Regions from separate parts of the Rattus norvegicus genome. Here region 2 is linked to region 1. A link is a contact called in public Hi-C data. All regions are on one chromosome and are shown on one strand. Each heading gives the region's core, a stretch centred on a gene start, on an enhancer-like site or on the middle of the called end of the contact. The rest is flanking DNA. Distances are from core to core; before and after follow the strand shown. Region 1 has its middle 3.8 kb from the start of Postn. Region 2 has its middle 37 kb from the start of Trnaa-agc74.

The links. A called contact is a pair of places that touch in the nucleus more often than the background predicts.
Region 2: a contact with region 1 is called in a Hi-C map of Schwann cells, with 6 times the contacts expected there. The contact joins two enhancer-like sites. A contact is called at or near these places in 2 of 12 Hi-C or Micro-C datasets (the A7r5 cell line and Schwann cells).

Annotation. Positions count from the first base shown.
Region 1 is chr2:140,671,255-140,677,254 of GRCr8, forward strand. No RefSeq gene overlaps it. Among named protein-coding and RNA genes, the nearest start is that of Postn, 3.8 kb to the right of the region's middle. Within about 2 kb of position 3,452, at least 2 of the 93 cell types and tissues checked have an H3K27ac peak or open chromatin away from gene starts, as enhancers often do. A contact at or near this core is called in Schwann cells, where this site is marked.
Region 2 is chr2:140,950,698-140,956,697 of GRCr8, forward strand. No RefSeq gene overlaps it. Among named protein-coding and RNA genes, the nearest start is that of Trnaa-agc74, 37 kb to the right of the region's middle. Within about 2 kb of position 2,289, at least 1 of the 93 cell types and tissues checked has an H3K27ac peak or open chromatin away from gene starts, as enhancers often do. A contact at or near this core is called in Schwann cells, where this site is marked.

The DNA.
Region 1 (6,000 bases), core at 2,202-4,701:
AAGAATTACTACAGGACATAAAAGGGCAAAAAGGTCGACGATAATAGTTTTGTGTGACTTTAGTATCCACTCTCATCTGCATATAAATCCCCCCAACAGAAACCAACAGTGAAATTTCAGAGTTAAACTGGACCAGAGTGTATCCCATCAAACACCAAAAACAGATGGGCTTCTTGGAAACCTATGGAGCCATCTCTAAAATACTTTGTGCCATTAGTAACAAGCAAAACAAAACAAAAACCTTACGGTTTGTCGGATGAAAGTGGAATGAACATAAAGAAATAACTGAAGAAATATGAGATGCTCTATAAGTCCATGGATCTGAACAATGTGCCCTTGACTGACCTGCGGGTCACTGAAGGAACAAAGGAGGAGAAAAAATGGTTTTGGAGTCAAATGAGACTATAAATGGAACCTCCCCGAACCCTTGGGACCCAACAAAGGCAGTGTTGAGCTTGCGAGCTATATGTGTTGAATGCTTGTTAAAAAAAAAATCAAAAAGGTGTGAAATGATTTAAATTCACATATCTCTTGAAATTCATAGGAAGAACAGAGCAAACCAACCTCAGAAACAGCCAACAGGGTAAGATTCCAAGAGAAAAGATAGAAATGAGTGAACTACAGCCTAACTAATGAGGAACAGAAGGAGGAATGAGGCAAAGGTGAGTGTGTGAAAGACAGAACAGGGTGAGCAAATCCCTAGCTGAACTAATCAGAAAGATAGAGATAGATGGAGATGGAGATGGAGGGGATATGGAGGGGGAGAGGCTTAGAATATGAACTATGGATCTGAGACCTCTGACAGATCTATAACAAGATCTACATTCATCACAGCATGCCTCAATATAATGCTCTGTCTTAGATCAATAGTCTGTGAGGAAGAAATAAAAGAGGTAGAGAAAGAAGTTAAATTGTCCCTAGTACTAGGAGATATCGTATTTAAATAAGTATAAAGACGGATAAATAAATCATGGGACTTGGGAATATAAAAAGTGAAAGTTTAAGCATGAAGAAAACCAAAATTATGTAATTCATAGGAAAATGAATGGGAGTGGAGATTGTGGTGTTAAACACAAAAATCCAGATTCGGGCAGCTTAAAATCACACATTTTTCTATCTTGGAACTATGTGTTACATATACACGTGTGGTAGGTGTCACAAATATATGATTGGCATTAATTTTGAACAGATAAACAGAGAAAAAGCATGTGTACAGAAGTGTGAGATGGGACCCTAGAACATAACTTTGTGAGAGAAAAAGCTCCCAAGGGAAGAGGAATGATAACCACTGTGGGTTTGTCTTAATTCTGATCTAGATTTGAGCAGGCTAAGGGTGCCAGAGAGCACTGTTCTAGTAATTTCATTTTATTATAGCAACCCTTCTTTCTCTATCTTAGTACCTGGCTGGAGAAATACCAGAAGCCTCTGGAAGGGAGCAGATGATCAGTCTCTTGTCTTTGAATACAGAAGGCTTGATGTAGACAATATCAAGAGTGCCAAAGAGGGCAAGGAATGTGAAAGTGGGAAACAAGCAATGTCGGAATTGTCTGTTTAATAAAACACTAGGTGGGGCCTGGAAAGAAGTTCAGTTGGTAAAGTGTAAGTTGTCTTCTAAGTGTGAGAACCTGACTTTGAGCTCCAGTACAATGTAAATAGCTTGGCATGGTAGCACACATCTATAATGCTAGCACAGCGTTCACAGAACCTGCTGGTGTCCAGAATAGCTAAGCAAAGTGCTCTGGGCTCAGGGAGAAATCCCCAACCCCTGGAAACTAAGATAGGTGAAACTAGAAATAATTATACTGAACAAAGTAGCCCAGAGCCAGAAAGACTAACACCGAATTTCTCTCTCCTGTGTGCACCCTAGCTTTGCTTCTTTAGCTTCTTTGTGTTTAACTGAAAATACCTGTAGAAGTCAGGAAACTAGAAAGGGTCCATGGCTGGGGGATGCTAGAAAAAAAGAAGCAAATATTAAAAGGGGGAAAGAGAATAATGAGCAAATAGGTTCAAAGGATGGGGAATAGAAAAGGGCTTGAAAAAAATAAACAATACAAACGATGTCTGAAAAACCATATAGACACCTACTATTGTATAAGTGTGTGCATGTGCATATATGTATACATACATGTATGTTAGACTATTGTCTGTATATAGTATAGACTATTGTGTAAGCGTCATAATATTATACACACATATATATGTTTACATGCACACATACATACATAGAGAGAGGGTGGGGAGGAGTGCAGTTAACATGCAGGCTTCTCTCAGAAGTCACAGCTCACCAAACAAAAAGCCCAACAGCAGATGTGGGATACATCCCTTCAAGTTGCTGGTCAGGGGTTCCGCCCACCCCGAACAATATAGGCTTTTGGAACCTCATATGGGAACCTCATGTAGGCTGCTGGGGGAGAGAAGCCACCAAAAGGTTTACCCAGGGATGGACCCTATGAGCTACACTAATGACTGGCTTGGCAAGATGTGCTCATGGGGGCAATTGCTGACCATGCTCCAGGGGATGGTCACACACGTGTACACTTAGCACTAACTTGGGACTCGATGGTTTTTAGATAGATAGATAGATAGATAGATAGATAGATAGATAGATAGATAGATGGATAGATAGACAGACAGAAAGATAGATAGAAAGAAAGAAAGAAAGAAAGAAAGAAAGAAAGAAAGATAGATAGATAGATAGATAGAGAGATAGATAGATAGACAGACAGAAAGATAGAAAGATAGAAAGATAGATAGATAGATAGATAGATAGATAGATAGATAGAAAGATAGATAGATAGATGATAGATAGATAGATAGATAGATAGATAGATAGATAGATAGATAGAAAGATAGATAGATAGATAGATAGATAGATAGATAGATAGATAGAAAGATAGAAAGATAGATAGATAGATAGATAGATAGATAGATAGATAGATAGATGAATAAACAGTAGAACATGAAGTTGAGAGCAGGCATAGGGGAGTCTGGGAAGAGTTAGAAGACAGTAGGGTATATGACCAAAATGCACCACAGATATTTTGAGAAATTCTTAAAGAATAAAATAAGGTGGAAAGAGAGGAAGACGTACAGTGTCCGCCTTTGGCTTCCATGCATAGGCACACACATGTGTATCACATAGTCATGCTTTCTTTTCATGTGTCAGTCAGTGGAGGAAAAAAAACCCACTCAGAAAGCAAGTCGATCTATTTCCAGCCATTTCCCACACCGTTACTCTTCATCCAGATTTGACATCACTCATCAGTCCCTTCTGCATGAGCCTGGAGAGATTTCTTGCACGAGATTATTAATTCCTACTTGGTTGGCATTTTGAAATTGTTTTCTATGAATTTCAATTCACCAGTTTAATCAAAATGTAAGAGACATTACCAGTGTTTCTAAACACCTCTGTATACCGTACTTTCTCCACTAGATGTCTCCAGAGAAATACAAAGTAGATAGCACTAATGCAAAATTCATTCTGTTTTAAATGTGCGAATGCACTCAGTTCAGTGAGGGGGAAGCTTCGGTGGCTGACTATTCAATAGAGGAATTGATCCGCTGCAAAGAAGGCTTTTGAAGGCAGAGTCCAAGGAGGGGGAGAAAGCACCACCCTACCCTCCATTACCCCACAGGCTTCTGCCCTGCATCTGTCATGGTTAACAGCTAAGAGATCATGGTTCTTACTCTGGTGTGCAGTGAACCCCACCTTTCCCTGAGTATTGCTCCATTGTCTTTCCTGTGTCACCACAGACTGTGTTGGTGACACAGAAAAAGCCAAGAAAATACCATACTGAGCAGAAGGCTTCAGAAGCCCCACTTCCCATAAGTAACCTTTATAATGTGTCAGTCTGAATTTCTAAGCCTATAGCTTGCCTCCTTGACCTCTTTAAGGTTGGCTGATGATACTCTGTTTTATTTCATTTATACACATTGTCTTAAAGATGGAAAACCAATACATGATTCTTGGTTTAAAGTCTTTCAATCTAATAATCTTTTTTAAAAAGCAGCCTCAGTCAAAGAAACTAAAGATCTCCGAGTCTTGCCTAGAATTTCCATTTGCAGGACTAGAGAAGGCTTGTAGTCTCCATGGACCAGGTGTGGAGGTTTGGAGGAGAACTTTTCCTAAGAAGGTACAGGGTTACCCTCAAGGCTTGACTGGGCTGTAAGAGTGGGTTTGTGTTATGTGATCTATATGTAAACGACTTTTGAGCTCATGTGCCATGACAACTCATGAACCACATATTAACATAGAAGCGTATTAAGATTCATGACACAATCAAGACCAAGGGCATACTGCTTAAGGCTTGTGTGCACAGGCTTACGAAGCACATAGTCCGTGAGGAGTCCCGGGGACTGCGGGAGTTTGAGGTTGGTTTCACAGTGGTGAGTAAGTGTGGCAGGCAGTGCAGTGACCTCGTGGTCTCTGGGGGCTCGATAACAGAGAACTGCCTATAAATCAGCATCCCATGCCTAGAGACAGACGGCCCTGTCTCCCAGTCACACTCTCTCTTTTGAGTTACATAATGAACCATTTCTTTTTCCTTAATGACTTACATCTCTGGGTCAGACTTTGCAGCCCTGGAAAGTCGGACTTAATTTTCATGATTTCCGTCATCTTCCCAACTGGTAGAAAAAGTGCAAGGGTTAGTAGGGTCAGGATAGTTTCACAGAGCAGAAGAGAAAGGGCCCTGTATGGAGAGCAACTTTTGATGAGAGCCCCGGAAGAGAGTGTGCCCTTTTGTGGATTTTTTTCCCACTCTCTTCTACAACTTGGGCTAAGATTCCCTTCTTAGCCTTCCTTTTCTCAGCCGTTCCCAAACTGGCTCAGAGCCTCTCTCTAGCTTTGGACTTTCTCCCAACAATTACCGTGCAGTATCTCTCTTCTCACCTGGCCTCTGTCTCTTCAAGTATCCTGATTTCTCCATCTTTACCTAAAATCTCTGCTCTTCTCTGGATTACGGGTGGTCTCTGTGTCTCTGGCTCTTGTTTGAAAGACCCTCCCTGATGTCATTATTGACCCCCATTAGTTAATAATTTTGAAGGTTTGGCATGAGTTGACTTCCATGGGAGTTTGGTAAGTCTCAAACATGATGCTTGGAGTAGAAAGATTTCAGATTTCTATTATTGGAAACTATAAAAGGGGGCTTCAGAATGCCTTTCTGTCATATGAGAATACGCTTTGCCTTGTGCAAAATGGTAAATACATGTTGCTTGTCAGAATAGCACAGTAACCTCGTCAATAAATGATGTTCCCCGAACATTCTAACAGCCAGTTGATTGATATCAGATAGACCTTATATGCATAAGATAGGACTGCCCTTTCATTGAGCAGTTACCGACAGCCCACCATTTGTACAACCTAAGAGTAGCAAAAGCTATTTATAAAGCAAACAAGAGAAAAGACAGTTAAAGTAAGAATGGCTTCATTTAGATAAATATAAATAAGAGATTAGTGTCTCTGTCACACAAGTACCCTGGAAAGAACATAGTTTACTTTCCATGATATCTTCTCTCCCCGTTCCCCAGAGATAATTCGGTATATTCTCAATCCTTTAATACCAAAATTTCAGAAGTGACAGAGGCTTCTGACTCATCTTCAAACTGTGTACTTAATAAATTAGCTGTTGGCTGCAGGATTATTTTAACACTGAAAGGCAGTTCCCACAGAAAGCTCACACATCTCTCCAGATAAGGAACTCTCTCTGGCCTCCCCCTTAAACTTTTCCAACTGTAAAACATAAAGAATCCAGCCATGGTGTCTTTGCCTTGTCAGTGAGAAAACACTACGGATGCTCAAAACAGAGGGGGGACTTCACGGCACAGCACAGAAACACCCTCCCCCCTCTCTAGGGATGCTTTAAAATCTGTGCATTCAGAGACAGATGGCTGTTCCCATTCCCTGCCTTCTGAACTTTCTAATCATTGAAGTTTCTTCATCCAAAGGATTCTCCACATGTGTGAAGACCTAAAAAATCTGTGTCTTCCCTCAGCTGGGGA
Region 2 (6,000 bases), core at 1,039-3,538, 280 kb after region 1:
GAAAATGGCTCCCGCAGGCTCAAAGGGAGTGGCACTATTAGGAAGAATGGCCTTGGTGAAATAGGTGTGGCCTTGTGGAAGGAAGTATGTCACTGGGGGTAACTTTGGAGGTAGTTTTAGAAGGTGAAGCCAGGCCCAGTGTCACTCTCTCTCCTTGCTGCCTATAGATCCAGATGTAGAACTCTTAGCTCCCTCTCCAGCACCATGTCTGCATGCAGGCTGTCATGCTTCCCTCCGTGATGATAATGGAGTAAACCCCTGAACTGTAAGCCAGCTCCAATCAAATGTTCGCTTTTTGAAGAGTTTGCCATGTTCATGGTGTCTCTTTATAGCAATAGAAACCCTAAGACACTAATGAACGACCCTGCCCCAAATTATTCTTTCCCAAAAGCATGAAGCTGAGGAGGCCTCTGTGACACCAGATGTCACACCTCGGTACTGTTCCACCTCAGGAGATTGTCCCTGCTGTAATCGTAGCACTGTTTCATCAGTCTAATTGCTCTGTCGGTCCAAGTCTAGAGTAGTGTCCTGGTGTTAACAGCCATATAGGGTTGGTACAGCTTTAATGTTTCTGCCAAAAGTTACCACTTCGTTCGTCTCTCAAACTGAGCTCTGGGAGTCGCCGGAATCATTATACATAGACCTCTGTCAAATGAAGAGAGGAGAAAAGCACAGATGTGGGAGTTGGCCACACTCCTCGAAGCTTTGGGATTCAGGTTATGCCAGTGTGACTGATTAAATGTGCTACCACTTGCTTGTGTGACATGCAGGACCCCCTTGCAGATGACCACGTGACTAGACGTTTACATCTGTGGCATCGCTATCCAATGCACTGATTAGCTTTGTCCCATAAAACAAGTTGACTAATCAGATGGATATACCTGTAACACAAACCAGGATCATGGAAACCACCAAGGAAGCTCATTGGTATACAGCTTACAGAGAGTGAAAAGAGTTCGGAGACCCTGTCTGGTGTTCCCTCCTCTCAACGAGCTGCATGAGGGTTTGTGGGCAGATATGTTCCTGTATTCTCGTCTACACAGTCAATTCTTCTGGAGGATTGTATTCAGATCGAGAGTCTATGCATTCAACGTTCCGCTAAAATTTGTGAACCTCAAAGACTTTCTTCAGTGATCTGTCATTATGTGCAGAGCAGCAGAAGAACAGAGCTGCCTGGCCCACTAGTTCCCAGCTGCAGCGAGTGCCAGCCTGCCCGCCCTCAGCCCCACTCGTACACAGAAATAGGCAGGGTATGGGACCTGCAGAATAGGAAGGGTGACTTGGCTCCAGGCCTAAGACCATGCGGATTGATCTTAATTCAGCACTGAAGCCCATTAGTGTTTTGGGCTAAGGCAAGTAAGCCACTTATTGGTATTCAATCTAGCTGTGTCTTTTGTGACAGAATGGCAATAGACTTGACCAGTGTGAAGTGTTAGGATTAAAAAAGTGTTGTATGTATTTTCTCCAGGAATTAGTTCTGGTTTGTGCTAATTACATTGCAGCACCACCACGTTGATTGGCAACTCAAGTGCAGAAATCCACATGCTATTTGTCACAAAGGATAGCCATCAAATGGTGCAGCCCACATAGGGAAACTCACAACTACCAGCAAATCCAGTCCCAGGGACTCTGTCACCTTCTTCTGGTCCCCCAAAGGCACTACACATGCATGGCGCACACATATAACTCAGACACAAACACATAAAATAAATCTTTCAATCTGGAGCTCCACGTCTTTAGAAACACACAATGCTTTTGTTTGCACTGGGCTGCTGCAGCCCAGTCCACTGTAATTTTAAACTCTTAAAGGCAGTTCAACCCATAGCTTGCTTGGAAAGCATGACTTTTGGCTGAGTTCAATTACAATTAATTTAAAACATACTGATATTTTATGCTCCTTTGAACTAGCTTTTTAAAAGTACATCAATCTCAGTGAAAAATGTAAACCTCCCCCCAAAAGAAATGCACACAAGATAGGGGCATCAAAGGCTCTCTCTGTCTGACAGAGTCAGAAAGCGAACAAAAGCCTTTTTATTTTATTTTGTGGAGTGGGATATTTTAAAAGACTTCAGTCCTCTTCAGATTGTGTTCCATAAATAAGTGCTATTTTGAACTGGTGGCAAGGAGAGTATGTCCTATTGACTAATGGCTAATGCCTTATGCAGTCTGTGAGGTGTGTGGATTTATGTGTGCCTAATGTTGGCTTGAATTATTTTCCTGGAAGGTATCAGGTCAGCCATCTCCCAAGCTCGCTAAGTACCTATATTATATACCAAACATCAGCCTGTCACCTAGAAGACTCTGCCAACCAATACTGCTCTTCACTGTGATTCTTTTCTGAGACAACTCCATCTTTCTTCTCCACCGACATTTTAGCTGTCTGTCCCCAACGACTCTTACAGGCCTCTAGCTGCTCTCTTTCCTTCTTTTTCCATTATGGTTTATTAACTTCAAATTCTAAGTTCTAGGGAGAAGAGCCAAGCAGGAAAATGAACACACAACATACACCACACCCCCACACACATCACACACCACACACACCCCCACACACACCACATACACACACTCACCACACACTCACCACACACACACACACCACACACACCACATACACACTCACCACACACACCACACACACACACACCACACCCCCACACACACCACATACACACACTCACCACACACACACCACACACACCCCCACACACACCACATACACACACACACCACACACTCACCACACACACACACCACACACACACACCACACACACACACCACACACACACCACACACACACACATATCACACACCACACACACCCCCACACACACCACATACACACACTCACCACACACTCACCACACACACACACCACACACACCACATACACACACTCACCACACACACACCACACACACCCACACACACAACACACACACACACACACCACATACACACACTCACCACACACACACCACACACACCCACACACACAACACACACACACACACACCACACACACCCCCACACATACCACACACACACACCACACACTCACCACATACACACACACACCACACACACACACCACATACACACCACACCACACACACATACATGTACACACCACACACACACCACACACACACACATACATGTACACACCACACACACACCACACACACACACCACACACACACATACACACACCACACACACACATACACACACACCACACACACACCACACATGCACACACCACACACACACACACACACCACACACACACACACACACACCACACACACACACACCACACACACACACACCACACACACACATACACACACACATACACACACACACACACACACACACACACACACACACACCCCACACACTAAATCTCAAGATCTCAAGGGAAGCATCCACGGAGGCAGAGCCAGCATCTCTGGCAGTAGGGCCTTAATCTGGCTATAACGAGCTTCATTGGGAGAAACTGGGTCCAGGTTTGTCTTGCAGATTGCATCTTCCAGGCCCAGTGCTTTTTCCACGAGCAAAGCAATATGGATTCAGAGTAGCTAAAGCAAAGAACATAACAAACCCTAAGACACTTTCTCTGGCCTCCCTCGTCACACTGTGCATGGTCTCGCAGCTTCGTCATTTTACCACACTGACAGATAGCCCATCCGGGGGTTTGTGTTGCAAAAGCCTCTAGATGTGGGACATCTGGTTTTCATCAACTCTGCATGTGGTATGGGAACTACTGTCCTAGAGTCTCCAGAAGTTAGGTAACAGAAAATGATGGTGACGACTTAACAAGTGGGATGAAAGGGCTCCAATCTCAGAACCTGAACTTTCAAGATGGCAAACTCTCCTGCCAGAAGTCTGGTACTGTATTTCTTGTTTATTCCAGAACTAGTGGGAATATCTCCATCCTTGTGGTCGCGGTCTTTCAGCTTCCAGTAGTAACCGGATCCCAGAAGTGATTATATCATTTGAGATCATCTGCTACTTGGGCAAAAGCTAATGCTTCCTTTTCTTGAGTTGGTTTTTCATTTTTAAAATCGTAACGGGAAAGAATATCAGACCCATTTAATTATTTTCCTTAAGTAGTCTTTAAGATGTTTATTAAAGATTTATTTTATGTGTATGAGTACTCTATCTGCATATACATGTACATGCCAGACAAAAGTATCAGATCCCATTACAGATGGTCATGAGCCACCATGTGGTTGCTGGAAATTCAACTCAGGACCTCTAGAAAAGCAACCAGTGCCCTTAACTGCCAAACCATCTCTCTAGCCCTTAAGATATTTTTTAAGACAAGGTCTCCATAAGCTTGTTTTAGAACTCACTATGTAAATCACACAGGCCTGAACTCAGACATTCATCCACCTCTGATTTCAACTACCGGGATTAACGTTGTTTGTCGACCACAAGGTAAAGATTTGTTCTGCTTTCAATTATACATAAGTCTGTACGTCTGTAACATGAGTACAATACTTCGGAGGGTATTGGATCCCCTCACACCAGGGTTACACGTGGCTAAGAACAGCCCGACTCGGGTGCTGGGAACTAAAGTTGGATCCTCTGCAAGAGCAGCAAGCACTCAACCCGAGTCATCTCCCCAACCCTCCTGACATTTCAGTACAGCTCTAATTCATGGACATGTTTCAGTTCTGAGAGGAGACCACACATAGACATGTTGTAAATGAGAGGTAGATACTAGAGAAACACAATCAATGTAGTTGATAGGCAGGGAACGAAAGTTCCTCATGAGTGAGTTGATGCCGTGGGGTTTAAGGGCAGAACAGCAAATGCTGTCTGCGAGGACTCTGGGTTTAGTGGATGAGGGAAGGTAAATAACGATGTTCAGGCCGGAGGCACAGTGCTCTCACCTTGTGCTTCCTTCCACCTTGTGAAGGTGACAGACAGGTGAACTATTACAGCGGTGTGGGCTTATACTGTTCTGCAAATTAAAAGAAACTGGAGGCCAGAGTTAAAAGTCAAAACGGGGGTTGGGGATTTAGCTCAGCGGTAGAGCGCTTGCCTAGCGAGCGAGCGCAAGGCCCTGGGTTCGGTCCCCAGCTCTGAAAAAAAGAAAAAAGAAAAAAAAAAAGTCAAAACAGTAAATCTGAACTTTACTCAGTCACTCACCAAAGGCATTAAGTTATAATGGCTAAAAGCCTAAGGGTGGTTCCTCCTCCCACCCCCACACATCCTGAGTTGAAGGTGGTTGAGCTGAGCTGAGATTCCAGAACAGTTTTCAAAGCTGTGTGACCTTGGGATTGCCGCAGAGCCCTAGGCAGCTCTGTGTTTGGTGAAATGTTAATACTAGCTACCTGTGAGGACTGATCCCAGAAGGCAGACTACTAACACTGGAGCCTGAGCCTGCTGAGCCCTCCACAACTGAGGGCTGTTCTGTCTGAGCAGTGACGCAGCACTCCAGAAGTGAGGTGATTGGATGGATTCAAAGGTAGAGTTGTCGGACGAACCAGAGCAGTGGCTCAGACCAGGTAAACATGGGGTATAGGCAACACCAGCAGTTGGGATGCTGAGGCAGAAAGACCAGTCAAAGCTACACAGAGGAGTTTGTGGTCAGGCTAAGCTATAAATCAATAACCTATTGAAAGAAAGAAATAAGGGAAGGAGGAAGGGAGGGAAGGTTGGCAGGAAGGAGAGAGAAAGTGAAAAGAACACTACTAATTCTTTAAAGTACATAACCTAAGCATGTAAGTATGTAAGTATATATTAATATTAATATTGATCAGTTAATCAATTGATTGGATTATTTATATTGATATTGATATTACTATGTTAATAATACTGATATTAATATGTACTTATACAAGAATATGTGGTATACATTTATATAAAATGTATTATACTTATATAAGAATATATAATATATACTTATATAAGAATATATAATATATATACTTATATAATCTAAACATAAACATTGACGGGAAAGAGGGCAGAAATATTCCAATGG